Linked DNA regions of Mus musculus: region 2 is linked to region 1. A link is a contact called in public HiChIP or PLAC-seq data. All regions are on one chromosome and are shown on one strand. Each heading gives the region's core, a stretch centred on a gene start, on an enhancer-like site or on the middle of the called end of the contact. The rest is flanking DNA. Distances are from core to core; before and after follow the strand shown. Region 1 holds the start of Cramp1l (cramped chromatin regulator homolog 1). Region 2 holds the start of Bnip1 (BCL2/adenovirus E1B interacting protein 1).

Region 1 (5,116 bases), core at 2,461-4,960:
CTTGCTCAAGGTAGATGTCTACGTTGCCTCCAGAAGATGGGCTTATAGATGCGACTGCCAGGAATGGGTGGGTGGGGTGCCAGGTGATGTGGGAGGGAGAGCTGGGTGTGTCTGGAGCTTTGATTCGGTGGTCAAAATACAGAGCCATGATGACGCACAGACCTAGTCAAGGATGAAACCTGCAGGGCGGGAAAACCAACCCCTAGTGACTACGCGCAGAATTACAAAATGGAAGCAAACCTACAAGGACACGTAGCAGCTTTAAAATGTTTCTTAAATGAATGCAAGCCAATTCATTTGTTAGAGATTATTCTATTAAGGAAAACTATAAAATTAGAAGCAAAAGATTAAACTTGGCATGACCCACGGTGTGCTGGAAAAGAAGTAAAATTCATTGCTATCAAAGAGAGAACTAAACAGAGAATGCAAGTAGCAAGTACTGAAACGGGGGGAGGGGGGTGGTGTTTCAAATAATTCTTGATCATTCTCATTCGATAAGTATCGTTTCAATGTACACAGATACTTTCAAAGAAAACATTAAAACAAAATAAAAGTAAACTACCCATCAAAGAACATCTCTACAGAGAAAAACAGCGTTCAACTTCATGGAAACCAAAAAGCCCAAGAACGTCTTCTAGCTACGACTTAGTAGAGGACAGTCAGGACCACCAAGCGACAGTGATGGGGGAGAGGCTGCATTTAATTTGTTGCATGGGCTGGAAAGATGGCTTTGTGGTTAGGAGAGTCTTCCAGATACATGAGCTCAGTTCCCAGCACTCACATCAGGCAGCTTCCTCTGGGATCTGATGCCCCACTGGCCTCGCCTGTACATATACACATTAAAAGTAAGCCAGCTATGGTGGCACAAGCTTTCAATTCCAGCTCAGAAGAAGCAGAGGTCCCTATGTGTTTGAGGCAAATATGGTCTACTACAGTGAGTTCCAGGCAGCCAAAGATACATAGTGAGATCTTGCCTCAAAATAAGAAAAATCTTTTCTTTTTTTTTTTTTAAAAAGGGCAACATGTCAACTTCAGTATGTCCATTTTATACAATGTTCTAACTATTCATTCTTTCTTTCGCTTGTGCTTAAGGTTTTTTTTTTTTTCATTCATTTGTTTTGTTTTTTCAAGGCAGGGTTTCTCTATGTAGCCCTGGCTGTCCTAGAACTTGCTTTGTAGACCAGGCTGGCCTCAAATTCACAAATATCTGCCTGCCTCTGCCTCCCAAGTCCTGGGATTAAACGTATGAGGCACTTCTGAGCACAGCACTTATGCTTTAAAATGAGAATTAGCCAAATAATTAAAAAGATATTAAGTCAACTTTAGGAAGCTGATGCTCACACACACACACAAAAGTTATTTAAAAATCTGTTAATGTCCTTAGATCAGGAACAAGTTTCAAGTATGTAGGCCATAAAACAAGAAAAGGCCAATTTCACTTTTTCCAGTCAACTGATCCTCATTTTTATACTGAGTATTTTTATATTCAATTATTTTCAGAGGTGAGTGCCTCCATCATGCCAACTCTTAGGAAAGCAGGTCAAATTCATTATGCCCAAGGAGTCATACTAACAAGTAGGCTTAAAGACAAGATACTCCTTTTAGAGTCTCTTGTTCAACAAGAGGATGGGTTCTAAAGTAGCCTTTCGGGATAGTGACCAATGATGTAAAGTTTAGCTCTCTGGGCCAGAATAAGATCACTAGCTGCATCATGTAGACATTACTGAAGGACAGTGTAGTTCAAGGTGGTCCATTCAGGTCATGTTATCTTTACAAGCCACCCAAAGATTAACCAAGCAGAGGATTTTGGCTTTTTTGTCTTCCCCCAGCTTCATACTAAATGCATTGGGGGGCGGGGGGGACTCACGCCGCAACTCAAAAGTCCAGCAGGGGGCTCTAGGATTGTGCAGAGAGACAATGTGAAGCCAGCACACAGAGAGGAACCGAGAGGGTCCTGGCAGGTCATCTCTAGGTCCCAGGTCGATCCCATCCCACCTCTTGCCACTCCCCGGTCCAGCCCCAGACCCCTCTGCACCTTAGGTATAGGAATCTAACTTCGCCAGATTCCCTGTGCCTCCGTGTTGCCCGGACAACGCCGGTAAAGAAAGCGGAAGCAGTCGAGGGACAGCCGCGCCTCCGATGCCTCCCGAAACGACCACTGGTGACTTGCGGCGGAAAGAACCGAAAACAGTCGGTACCTCCCGGCGCAGCTCTGAGTCTTAGGCCCACTTTAGGACCAGTTTGGGTTTTCCGCTGATGGGTGGGCCAGATCTATTTGCTACTCGGGGCAAGCTGCGTCAAGGCTCCTAATACTTTTCTCCCCGAGTTCATCCTGCCTACCCCACGCAGGCCATCAGTCGGCACCTCGCGGAGCTTAGTTGCATTGCATCGGATGGGGAGGCGCGGCTCGAGAGCTTCTCTGGAACGTTCTGAGTACCGGACACCGCCCCGGCGCGTGGCGCGTTGATGCCTCGAGAGACCGCTGCAAGCGGTACTCAGCAGAGGCTTGCAGCAGCTAGGCACAGGGTTCCCTGGGTGACCGTGTGCACTTTAGCCAGTGTTAGCCAACGGCGAGTGTCGCTGAAGAGCAGGCGCAGTAGCACGGTCCACGCCAATGAGCCAAGGGGATAACCAGAGGCGGGGACCTCCTGCAAACTGGGATACTTTTTTCAAACGCCACATGCATAAGCATTAGAGTTTTAAAAACACATTTCCTTATCGCTTCGAATAGGAAAAGTGTTAGTGGACTATGCTACGATACATTTATGGTCTTAAACCTGTTTTCAAAGTGCAAAGTCCCCACCCGAGTTCCCGCGCGCTTCAAGACGCCCCGCTGAGGCGGTGATTTCTTCTCACGCATCCGTCAACATAGTCTCAGCCAATCACAGCCAGCACGCTGATCCTATTGGCTGTCGGTTGGCCAATCGGAAAAGACGCATGATCCGCAAGGGCGCGAGGTTGCCGTCACAACACGCCCCACGTTGCGGGCCCGCCCCTGTACATCGTGCGGGCGCGCGCACGTAACGCCTGCTGACCAATGGCAGCCTAGCTGGTTGGGCGCGCCCGCAGAAAAGCTGGACGTGCTCGTCTTTTTTGCGGGACGTTCGCCCCTCCCCGCTCCGGCGCCGACTTCAGGTCCCCGGCGGCCGCCGTAGCCGGAACTGTTTAGAGCGCGGCGTCCCGGGTGTGGGAGGGCGAGTGGCGGCTGCACCGGTGCCGTCAGCCCTGTTAGCCGCGCGCCAGTCCACGGAGAGGTCTTGCGAAGGGGAACAGTGCTTGGTGACCGCGCCTGACACCTGACCACCAGCCCGGCGTCGCGGCTTCGCCGCAGCCGGAGCTGCCGGGCCCGGTCGGTTCTGCGGAGGCCCGGGATCCGGGAGCCAGGCTGCCGGGAAGCGTGGATGAAAAAGGTGACCGTAGGCTGCACTTGGGAGCCTTCGGGATCCGCGGAGGGGCCGCGGTATTCGTGGGCTGCGCCGCGTGCAGCCAGCGGTCAGCTCCTCAGGAAGGTGCGAGCTTCTCCCACCCGAAATGGGACAAAGGGTGTGGAGCCGGGACGAGGCCCACAGTGCCCGCGCCTCCCACGGTCAGGAAGTGACGGGTTTCGGTGACGGACTCCTATGGAGTCCACCGCCTCTGGGGAACGACCGGAATGTGCCTGGGGACAGGGCCCAGCGCGCCGGCGAGTGGGTCCTGTTGGATTGATGCATTTTGCTTGGTGCTGTTGGCAGTGCTGGTTCTGGGAATGGGTTTCGCTCCCTAGCACAATGACAGGGTTTTGGGAACCGTGGTGAGGGGGTTAAAAGTGAATAGGTTCGAAGTCTTGTGCCATAAAATCATTTAGCGTGGGGTTGTGTCTTGTGTGGTTCTGTGCCAGGGTTTTCTTAAGGTAGTATTTGAAAGATCAGTGCCAAACAGGAAAATTGCACACCGTTTTTGGCAGCACCATTTTATGGTGTTACTTCGAGTTTTACATCTCTGTCTTTACCTTCAGTCTGTTTCTTTGTTATCATTGGTACCTTGCTCTGTCTGCTTTTCTTTTTAAGTGGAATGTTTTCAACAGTTATGTTGGACCTAGCGTCTGCTAAAGAACGGAGTGTTTCTCTGTCCTGCTTCATCATGTACACAGCCTGTCTTAAGATGTTGGAATGTACCTGAACTTTAGTTTATTCTGAGTATAATTTCTCCTAGCTACAGATAATTATTATTTTGCTTATCGATATCTTATGACAGTGGTAGAAGTTAAAGCAAGAATTTTGTTGTTTCCAGAATTGTTTACATAGTTCAGTTCCTATTCTTAAGATCCGACTGGAACATAACAGTGTTTGCTGTCACTTTTCCGGTGTTCTCTAACCTGTTCTATGCAACAGGCTTTGTTGAATGAGAGGTGTAGTCGGGCCATCTCCCTCCTGGGAAGGTTTCCGGAGTGCAGAGTCTCTCTCTTGCATGCCAGCTTTGGAGGGAGCGGCAGTTTTGGCCTATGGAGCACTAGGGGCTCGGAGGGCAGCGCGGGCCGTTGCAATAGGCAGGTGCGCGGCTTGATCGCGCGTGGCTCGGGAGCAGAGGGGAGGCACGGGCAGTGCGGGGAGCGAGGCGGGATCAAGCTGGGGGCCATGAGCTGCGGCTCCTTGGGTTAGGTGGTGGCGGGACGGCGGTACTGCGGGACCCAAAGCGCAGAGGCCAGGTCATGCTGCCGTGCCTTCCGTGGCTCCGGGCTGTGTTGGTCTACCTGGGTTAGGGGCATCCAAGGGCGGGGCGGGGTCCCGGTCCGGTCGGGCTCAGCACTCTGTGGGCCCTCGGGCGGGCGGCGGGCGGCGGGCGGCGCTGGAACAAACAACGGCCGCCATGTTGGGAGGCCGGCGGTAAACTTCTGCCTGCCGCCCGCCTCACCGCTCCTCGTCTCTCTCGCCGCAGGATGACAGTGAAGTTGGGCGACGCCGGCAGCGGGGAGGAAGGGCTCAAGAAGCTGGGCAAGCGGACGGCCGATGAGGAGTCGCTGGACGGAGAGGGGCCCGGCGGCGCGGACGCGGCGGACAGCAGCAGCACAAAGAGGGACGGGCAGACCCCTCGGGCCTCCGGAGCCCCCGCGCCACCCAGAGGGCTGCCGACCCCGTCT
Region 2 (5,026 bases), core at 2,492-4,991, 1.8 Mb before region 1:
AAATACAAAAAGCATTTGCCCCAGTGCTTTTTGAGTCTCCAGATCTAGACGGCATGCAAATGCTGAGGAAGCGCAGATAAAACCTCCCTCGCTGGCCTATCGCCCTGCCAGATGCCAGCCACACAGTTATGCTGAAGGAGAGGCTGGAGGGAGGCAGGGGTAAGAACATGACAAATGAGTGAATCTACGTGAGAACATTTACCTAAACCCAGGGAAGGAAATAAACACCAGGTAAGCATGCGGGCACTTAGGAGACAGTCTTCCTTAGAGTTGCAGAGTCTGAAGAAAGGCATTTTAAGAAAATGAATTAGCTCTAAGAATTAAAGCAGGCAAGCAGCCCAAATGGATACCTGTTAGGAAAGAAATGGCTAGAAAAAACTACAGCTGTATAAACATGCCCCCCACATGGTTAGGCTGCAGCATGTCCACTCCTACAGTGGGAACATATCAGCGAAACAAACCCTGGGAAGACGTGGAAGGATCAGATCAGAACAGTTACCTATTGGGAGAAGGAGGGGTGCAGAGAAGAAATAAAGGACATCCCCAAGACACATAAAGGAGACCAATGGCTGTGGACCCATACATCCGCACATATGATATGTTTATAACGCAGAGAAAGCAAGATGCTTTTTAAAAGTTCAGATGGAAGAAGCAATAGCGGAGATGGAGATCACCCAGGTACAGTGACAGTGCTGACATTCTGAAGTCAGTTCAAGGCAGAAGCATTGTCTAAGCTCTCCTTCTGCCTACGTTCCTGCCAGCTCTGGAAGAGACTGTCTTCATCTGCTAAGGAACAGTATCTGTTGAAGGACAGTTTGGGGACAATATCATTTACCAGATGCAGCAAAGCCAGGTGGTTCTAGACCCAGCCAGTGTTGGGCAGATTCGTAGCACTCATCCCTAGGACACAGCAGTGGAGATGGCTGTTAGTCACATTTCCTTCTCATTTGTGTTTTGAGACAACACTCGCACCACAGGGAAAGTGAGGTCATGAGCATGAGGTGGGGGCGGTAACTCCAGAAATCGGGAGGAGGCTACTACTGTGCAAAATAATAGCACCGGAAACACCAAGGAAACTCTGGCAATGGACTCAAGTAGGGAATGAATGAGTGTGTAGGTTCCAAACTTTGTTAGTCCAGTCACCCTCACAGTCACAATGTTTCCTACTCTCTCCAGGTGGCATGTGAAGGACCTGGTCAACTCTCAGGCAAAAATTCTTCTTGGCCAGAGCACGCACCCCTGCTACCCACCCTTCCAGAACAGGCTTTGTAGCCTCACTTACCTGGATCCTCTGTTTTAACTGTTGGAACTTTTCTTTCACCTTAGTATTCAGTTCAGTAAGCTCACTTAAGGGTCCAGAACAATCTCGAATATCCTGGAAGGCAAGGAAGAGATGAGGGACCTTTCTCCCGTCAATGAAATGAAGTGTCCTCATCGGCACAGTGAGAAAGCAGATTCAGACACAGCTAAGGTGGCCCAAGCTCTACCTTGTCCTGCTCAGTGCTGCTCTCCTCCACACAAGAGCAAACTCCTCATTTTCAGCTTCCTCATTCCTTGTAAGATTAACACCGAGAGCCTAATATGAATAAACAGACTGGATGCACAGTTCAGTAGTACAGCACTTGCAGAGCATACTTGGAGCCCTGGCTTTCAACAGCAGCAAAACACACACACACACACACACACACACACACACACAGAGAGAGAGAGAGAGAGAGAGAGAGAGAGAGAGAGAGACTCATGTGCACGCATGCACAAATGCACACAGACATGAATACACACCCCTGCATGCACATAGACTCCATATGCATTGTGTGTGTAGATAGGTAAACCTCAACCTCGTCTTAGATGTTTAACAAAGTGCCACTAGGAAAGGCTTAAACAGCTTCCATGTTCAACAGAAATAGACATCTAAAAAATACTGTAAGTTCAGATCCTTCCAACTAAATCCCTAGTGACCTGTAACAAAGTTAATTTAGTCTGATTTTTACAAACCATCTGTCGCAAGTCAAAAACGTTTAAAGATGAACTGAGAATTTGCTTCTGGAAAGAAAGTCAGAATTATGAGAGCCAAATTTTAGAGCAGGTTCTAGACTTAAGCTACATATATTCAAATCCTGCGTATAGCAATTTATTAGTGCAGTCTTGGAAAACTTCAGTTCTCTGTGCCTCCATTTCTTCACCTTACCTACGTCAAGATGGTATTTCTCTGTGTAGAACACTTAGCAGAATAGCTGGAACACTGAAAGAATACAATGTATGGGGCTATGCTTACTCACTAGTAACCATAAGAACCCAAAACACATATGTCACCAGAGGCCTACCTAACAGGAAACTATGATAATATGAAGTATTATGATGCTATTACATAATTTTATATTATGATATAATATGAAAACCCAACTTTTCAAATTTTGGATATAAGGGTTTTTTTGTTTTGTTTTTTTGAAGACTCTATGTAGTACAGGCTGGCCTCAAATGCATGATGGTCCTGCTTATGCCTCCCAAGTGCTAGAGCCACTACCCTAGCAACTCTGTGTTATGTATGTATATGTATTTACATGTGCATTCTGAGGACTGAAACTAGAGCCTTGCACATGGCTAAACTTTAACTCTACTCTGAGCTAAATTTACCCCCAGCCTCTGGTAATCTCACTTGTATAAATCTTGTTTATTTTTCTAGAATTGGCCCATTTTTTTTGTTTGCACATCTCAGGAGTAAAGTTTGCGGCGTTTCTTTACCTGTTCTCTAGCTTACTCACAAAATCAACACTTCCTCACAGCACAGGATAAACTGCTAATGTGGCAGAGTGTACATCTGGCTTACCAGAGAGCACTACTCTCCATGCTCCTTTTTATAGGGGCTAGTAAAGCCAAGCTTACCCCAACAGCTAGGCACAGCCCATTTATGCAGCACTGGGGATGGCGAACCCAGTGCTGGGCAAAGTCCTCACCAGCGGAGTCACACCCCTACCCTTTCCTTATTTGCTGTCACAGCTTGTATTCTGAGCCGGTTGGGTTCTTTTTGCCAAACTCTGGAGCCATTTCTACATTCCCTGTTCTTGCTTGTGTTCCTGCACTACTGTCTCCTACTTAAGACCTGCTTCCAGATAAGCGCCTCATTTTCCAGTCTGTTTCCGGGTAGGGAAGCTCTAAAATGATTTTCCTAGGCTGGCTTTCCCCATCCAGGTCCTAATACTGGCACTGCCTGCCTTCTGACCCAGGATCTTGCACAATATTTGAATTCTTTGTTCAAAAAATTACAACCACGTCCCAGGTTAACTTAGTTAGCTTCGGGCAGGGACTGTCGGGCCAGGTGGCTTTGGGTGCCTCAGGGTCCCTAACTTAGGGAAGTGGGCGTGGGAGGCGAGCAGGGCGAGGGGTGGGGCGGGGCTACAGCCGAGAATGCGGGTGGGCGGGCTAGCCCAGCACGGCTGCAGTCCAAGGAAAGGGAGCGGCGTGTTAGGGTAACTCAGGGGTGGGCAAACCAACAGTTCACAAAAGAAAAGCCTGAAGGTCAGTGATCTCGGGGAACCGACCGAATGGTGCCTTAGGAGCCATCCTGGAACCGGACCAGGCGCGAATATTCTGGAAGATGTCAAGGCGGCCATCGAGAGCCGGACAGGAGCCTAAGAATTTGTACCTGGATAAGCGCCTTCACCTCTAGGTCGAATTTGACAATCTCTTGGTTACAGATCCGGACGTGGACATCCTGGGGAGCCGCCATGTTGGAAATGCGGCTACGGCGAGCGGCAGCAGCCAAGCTTGAACGCGTTCACGTGGCTCCTGCCCGCCTTTCCGTACTTCTTCAAATGTGATGCTGCGGGAGACCCCGTGTGGATCAAACCAGGTCAAGAGTCCAGACCTGAAACTTTTCTTGTCACGTAGAACACGCACAGCTTCTCTGGTCTGCTCCTACTAAACGGAAAAGTGGAATGTGATTATGAAGAACCATTAGAGTTGGGGTGGGGGGGAGGGGAAAATACAACTCAGGTGATGATAGGCTGGCATGCCACATGGCCTTCAGGTTTGTTCCCAGTACTAGAGATACAACAACAACCCGCTATTCTAGTGACCTTTTGGATGGAAAAAAAAAAAGGATCAATTCGGATGTCACCAAAGTTACATTTTTTTTCTTTAAAATTTAAAGCAAAATGTATACAGTAGGTATGCATTATGGAGGAAGACACAAAACTTGTAAAGGTGCAGACTTAAATACAGGTCACTGGGGCACCTCCATTAGTACAACCATGATCCTGCATTGTTGTCCTTACACATTTCTATGGCTCTGGTCCTGCCCTTTGTGTAGAATTGGATTCCAAGTATCTCATAGGAGTAGTTCTGACTGTGTGGTGTGATAGAAACAATGTCAGTGCAAACCTCAAAGAAGGGTAGTGTTTTTTAAAATTATTATTTCTTAAGCCCTCAACACCACTGGACACTTTTCCCCCACCCTCCGGGATTCTCCAGGCTCTGTCGTCTTGGATATGGGTTCCCTCTTTTTAAAATGTTTTTCTCAAACTGCACACACAGCCCCCAGTCTCCACGCCTACCTGTCCCAAAGCACCCTGTACCACCCACTTCCTAAAAGGTGCTCAGTAGCTGGCTGCAAGTATCAAAGGCCTGGATTCCAGGCTTGTAATCAGTTTCCTCAGTAGCATCACTCCTAAGTTAGGTCACCTAGAGGATGGAATGAGGTGTTGATAATGTAGCATTGAACTCAGTGCTCACTAGTTGCTATACATGTACTGTTAAGAAACACTCTGGGAGTTACTTCCCTACGTGCGGCCATTTTCTATGAAATGCTTCTGCCCAGCAGCTGCACTTGATTTGTTAGGCTATAGAAGTGGAAGGAAGAGGGGGTGGAGGACGATGACAGAACACACGGGACAGGTGAAAGGCCCTAAGTATTTTCTTTGCTTTTCTGAGGCAGGGTCTCACAGAGCCCAAGCTGGTTCCCAGCTACCTATGTAGCCAAGGATGACCTAGAACTGCTGGAATTACAGGCACTGATTAACACCGCAGC

Evidence for each region. HiChIP or PLAC-seq counts read pairs in DNA pulled down with a chosen protein or histone mark.
Region 2: an H3K27ac HiChIP or PLAC-seq map of microglia shows a contact between it and region 1, with 6 times the contacts expected there. The contact joins the promoter of Bnip1 here to the promoter of Cramp1l in region 1. A contact is called at or near these places in 1 of 39 promoter capture datasets (liver) and 1 of 115 datasets of contacts at active chromatin or transcription factors (microglia).

What each region holds. Positions count from the first base shown.
Region 1 is chr17:25,013,824-25,018,939 of GRCm38.p6, reverse strand. Cramp1l (cramped chromatin regulator homolog 1) reads left to right here and starts at 3,710. Exons shown (of 21, transcript NM_020608.3): 1 at 3,710-3,813; 2 at 4,915-5,116. The coding sequence starts at 4,916. Ift140 (intraflagellar transport 140) reads right to left here and starts at 2,854. Exons shown (of 30, transcript NM_134126.3): 1 at 2,036-2,854; 2 at 2-179. The coding sequence starts at 148.
Region 2 is chr17:26,779,794-26,784,819 of GRCm38.p6, reverse strand. Bnip1 (BCL2/adenovirus E1B interacting protein 1) reads right to left here and starts at 3,741. Exons shown (of 6, transcript NM_172149.5): 1 at 3,644-3,741; 2 at 1,283-1,375. The coding sequence starts at 3,727.